Linked DNA regions of Gossypium hirsutum: region 1 is linked to region 2. Evidence: chromatin contacts called from public Hi-C data. All regions are on one chromosome and are shown on one strand. The core of a region is the stretch at or near the end of the contact, and the rest is flanking DNA. Distances in the headings are between cores, read along the strand shown.

Region 1 (2,700 bases), core at 40-2,539, 290 kb after region 2:
TTTTCTTTATTTATTAGTATTATTAGGAATTTTTTTGACAAAGCTACCTAATTCTACCATATATAAAATTCATCTAGAAAATAAATAAAAGAGTCTTTATATAAAATGACAAGTTTAGCACATGTTCTTGGATAGCGGCTGCATCATCATATTGTCTATTCAAATTCCTAGGGCTAAACTAATATCTAATCTTTAAATTTAGTTTCTTTTTTTTCAATTTCCATCCTTTAGTTTCGGGATTGGGAATTTTTTTTAAAAAATTTGATAATGTGGTACTTCCATGTAAATTATAAATATATATAATCTAAAAATAATATAAATATAAAAATTTATTGTAAAATTATAATTTTAAAAAATTAAAAAATTTTAAGTGATGATATGATTCAATTCTAAAATATCTGGTCATCACACTTTAATTAACCCAAATTTAGAGATAAATTTGAGAAAAATTACCAAAATTTAAGACTAATATGAATTAAAAAAGTCTAGTTTCAAGAAGTTTATTTATAAGTCAAATTTCAATTATTGGTTATTATAACATCTACTACGTGTAAGTTATAGACTTCTGTTTTTACACTCTAATTTGGAGTTCAAAATTACTTTTTATAAAAATCTTATGCAATAAATATATTATCACATGTATAATATCATGTCACCTTATTATTTTCACATAATATTCACAAAAAATTTATATCATTTTAGTTAATGGATTTAAAATTATTGTTTTGGACAAGATTAAAATTTTAAAATTTGAAAAATATATGAACTAAAAATAACCAAATTGAAGAATATGGAGTAAATTCACAACTAATGTATAGTGCAAGGCTAACAACATAATTTGATCCTAATGAGTTTAACTATTATTGTTGTTAGGACTGAAATTGCAAAAATAAAAAAAGTATAAAGGCTAAAATTGACTAAATTAGATTACATGGACCAAGGCGGTGACAAGGGACGGTAGGGCCCGACCCCCTAAAAAAAATTAACTTTGGCCCTTTAAGTTTTACAAGATTTTAATTTAGTAAATGATAAAATTATATTTTGACCTAAAAATGATAAATTATGATTTAATCATTTAAAAACTATAAAGATATGAAAAATTAGAATTGTGAAATTACATTTTAACCTACATAAAAATATATCGACGGAAAATTTTCTGGCTTCACCTTTGACAAGGACTAAAGCGGAGATTTACAAATAGCATAAGGATTAATAGCAGAATTTGACCTAAATAACATAATCATGCTTAGGAGATAAGACTTCTTTGTAATTAACCGCTTCAGCAGGGACCAAAGCATATTTCTATTTTCTTGAACTGAGAATTTATATTGTCAGATACTGCCCAGAAACTGAAAGTAAACATGGAAGTCAGGCCCCCCGCCTTTACTATCAGATTTGGCAAAGCTTCAAGGTTCTAAAGATACTTGCCCCACTTACCCAATCATAATCATCCACGTGGCGTTTTCCTAGTTCCGTGCGCCCTTTCTTTCCACACTTACGTGGTCCGTCTCCTCAATTGCACCGTCGCCTCACTTTGAATTACATCGTTGTATTCATTATTTCCCAACCATCGTCGATGCCGGCACCATCGCGTTAGATATCTCCTTAGGCTCTTCCCTGTTTTTTTAAAAATTAATTTTATTTTCGCATATTTTGTATGTATATAAATAATTTATATTAAAAAATTAAAATAAAATATTATCAGTTCATTGTTTCTGATTTCAAAATTCGCTCTCTATTGTCTTCTTCGTCGTCGTCGTCTTCTTCTTCTTCATAGAGTTCAATTCACCTCTGAAGACTTTACTTGATCCTACTTACTGCTGTTCCTTCTTTCCATTTAACTGTTTTTTATTGCCGCTTTTTTTTTGTTATTGCTTCATCGTAGTATACAAAATTAAATTTCTCTTTTTGCGGTTCTCGGGTTCACTGCACTGTCGAAATTGAATCCTGAGACTCTTCCAATTCCAAATTTGAGAATTAGGAATTACCGTTTTCGCGATTTTGACGATAAAGTGAGGGACGACGAGATATCAGAGGACTTAGGAGTTGGAAATTCTATTGGTGGTGGTCGATTTTGAGAGGGCAGGAATGTCGAAGGTGGTGTACGAAGGATGGATGGTGAGATATGGTCGAAGGAAGATCGGACGATCCTTCATACACATGCGATATTTCGTGCTCGAAAATCGGCTTCTAGCTTACTACAAGAGAAAGCCACAAGATAGTCAGGTTTTTAATTATTTTTGTTTGAAAGTTGTTAATTTTTCTTAGGAAATCAAACATGTTTTTGAAGTATTTTATGGTTCGCTTAGATTTAATTCGCCTTCTTTTTGGACTGGAGAAGGGAGAAAAGTAGCTTTTAGAACGGTAAATTAAATGCAGTTCCGTGGATTTAATTTTAATTTTAGTAATGGAACAGCCGATGCTGCAATTCTTTATATAAAATCAGGAGCATCTTGTTGATAAAAGTATTCGATATATGTAGATTCTTACAGTTAAGGGAAAGAAAAACAGAGAAGTATTATTTCTTTTTCTTTAAGGATTCTTTCTGTTTCTTTTGACTGTTTGCTTTTCTGCAGTGTATGCATTCCATTACTAAATGAATCCACTGCTGTTAATGATTAAAAGTTTCCATGTTTTCTAAATTTAGGTTCCTATCAAGACCTTGTTGATAGATGGAAACTGTAGAGTGGAGGATCGAGG
Region 2 (2,700 bases), core at 184-2,683:
TTCCATCATCGTGTCAAATAGAAGTTATAAAATGCACTTTCATGTTATAATAATTTAACCATGAGATGAATATATTTTGCCCTTGTTATAAGATGGTTAGTTTTAACATTCCTTAAAAAGATGTAGCTTGAGCTTCCTCATGTGAGTAAGCCAGTTTCATTGCTCAGTACAATAATTAAATTCATTTGCACAGCGTGACCATGGAAATAAATAATCAAATAGCTTATTTCAGCAATAGAAATCAAATCAAATCAAATCAAATCAAATTGTCTGCTTTTCTCCATAGTAGATCATATTTTCTTTGGTTTACTAGCCAAGATTGTGCGGTAGTGCATGCAGGTATATTCAATTTACCATTGGTTAATATTGCAGAAGCTACTATTGATACATACCGTGGAGCATTTTTAAGAACTTCAAACTCTTCCTCTGTCGGTAAAGAACGTCCAAAAACATCTTTAGGTCTTGATTTCCGTTTCTCTTTAGTAGTAGCAACTCCACCGGGCAAAGATTCCGGCTGCCTGCAAGATGAAGCTAATAAATTGAGAAAGCCATTTCACAAATATGAAAATAAGCTTAAAATAAAGCAAGGAAAACACATGAAAAGTTTTATATTCAAATCAAAATTACATTGCTGTGGAAGGCACATCGGTAGAATGATCATCGGATACGTTGTTATGATCAGTTTTTTTCCTCTCATCAGCAATCTCGGCCGCTTTGGCACTTTCAGCATTATAACCAGGCGGACGAACATACATAAAGCTAACAGCTTTCATCATCTCCACCTAGGAATTCAATAAGGGTTTTCGGGTAATTTAGTCCACAAAAGAATGAAGATAGAAATCAAGGGCAACCACTTAGATAGGATCATATTCAAAACCTTTTCCTTCTCTTTTTTGGAAATTAGAGCCGTCTGGCGAAAGAATTCTTGCTCTTGGGCATACTGCATCAAAGTATAAGATAGAATGCTTAGTGCTAGGGCAAGTGAGAGAGAGAGAGAGAGAGAGAGAGAGAGAGAGTGGTAGAATAATAAATAAAAAGAAAGACCAACCTCGCGAGCGACTTCGTCGGCACGGCGCACGCGCTGGGCATGGGTCTGCTCAGCGATCCATTTGCGGCGTTGGTTAGGGTAGGAGAGGGGATGCCATGGTTTCTGGTTGAGATAGGAATGGCTCCAAGCAGTGCCGGCTTTTGTCTTGTAGTCAACTTCGGCGGAAGAGCCAGGCTTGTTGTCATCGGGGAACTTCTTTCTCAGCCTTATTCCTCCCCCCTCCTCTCCGATTCCATCCATCCTATCACTCGCTATTTTCTTCCTTCAATAAATTCGTTGTATTACCAAAATAGGAGTATCAGATTTCGTCGTCCTCTTCTACTTCCATTCCCAAATTTTCTAATATCTAGTACCAGATTCGGGACTTGGGATTGCCGGATCGGGCTGCCCCACCCACTCTTTATGGGCCTATCGATTATATGATTTTCCACTCTCCCCTTCTAATTATCAAATCAAGCCTGCTGTAGTTTTTCAAGCGTTCAATACTTTTAGGTTAATGGGCCTTCAAATTTTTTCAAAAAAAATTTAAGTAAGGCCTTGTACACCTAGTTAAGTCTTGAACTAGTAAAATTGATCGAATAAGATCTTCGACTAATATTGACAGTTACTTGTTAACGGAAATGATAATATGGTCAATTAATAGACGCCCACATCATCACCATTTACCAACGTGGTAGTGACACATCATCACTAGCCGTTAACATATCAGTTCCACATCATCACTAAAGGTTGACACGGCAGTGCAAAAATAAAAATTTTCAAATAATAAAAAACACTTAAAATTATTTTTTAAAATAAGTTCACGATGAATTTAGACAAATTGGTGTCCAGATTCATTTTGAAATTATAAAAAACATAAAAAACTATAAAAAAAATCATGAACATTTATAACAATTATTATAAATTAATTAAAAATTATAAAATTTTATCAAATTTATAAAAAAATAAATTTATTAAAAACTATAAAAAATTTAATAATGTATATTTAATCAAAATGGTTAGAAATTAATTAAAAACCACAAAACTTATTAAAATGAATTAAATGTTTTATAAAATTTTACAAAAAAATATTTTTCTTATTTTTATTATAGTATAGCTATTGATCATTAATTAAAAAAGCCATTGATGATTAATAAGGCCTAACATTTTAGAAGAACTTTTAATAGTTTACATGAGAGAAAAAATATCAATGTTTGATATACTTGGATATAAGTTATTTAATATAAATGAGAAAATAATTTTTGTAAAACTTTATGAAAAATAAATTATTTTTTATATAATTTTATGTTTTAATTAATTTATAACAATTTATAAATGATTTTTTCTAATTTTTTTGTGATTTTTAATAGTTTATTTTTTATAAACTTTATAAAAAAATTATTTTTTAATTAATTTCTAATAAGATTTTATTTTTTTTAATTTTATAAGTTTTTTTTAATTTTTTTTTATAATTCTAAAAAGAATCTAGACATATGGGTGTCCATTTTCAAATGAACTTGAACAACCATTTGTCTAGATTCATTGTGTATTATTTAAAATAATTTTAAAATATTCTTTATTTTTTAAAATTTTTTTATTTTTTCTAATGTGGCACTATCACATCAACGATAAGTAATGATGTGGTATTGTCATGTTAGCAAACGGTGCTGATG

Evidence for each region. Hi-C and Micro-C count contacts between places; a contact is called where the count stands out from the background.
Region 1: a contact with region 2 is called in a Hi-C map of leaf, with 2.2 times the contacts expected there. The contact joins the promoter of LOC107900664 here to the promoter of LOC107900685 in region 2. A contact is called at or near these places in 2 of 34 Hi-C or Micro-C datasets (hypocotyl and leaf).

Annotation. Positions count from the first base shown.
Region 1 is chrD08:55,290,625-55,293,324 of Gossypium_hirsutum_v2.1, forward strand. LOC107900664 (protein ENHANCED DISEASE RESISTANCE 2) reads left to right here and starts at 1,290. Exons shown (of 22, transcript XM_016826333.2): 1 at 1,290-2,226; 2 at 2,648-2,700. The coding sequence starts at 2,089.
Region 2 is chrD08:54,996,745-54,999,444 of Gossypium_hirsutum_v2.1, forward strand. It overlaps LOC107900685, which reads right to left and starts at 1,434. Exons shown (of 7, transcript XM_016826368.2): 1 at 1,049-1,434; 2 at 878-940; 3 at 628-782; 4 at 393-518. The coding sequence starts at 1,288.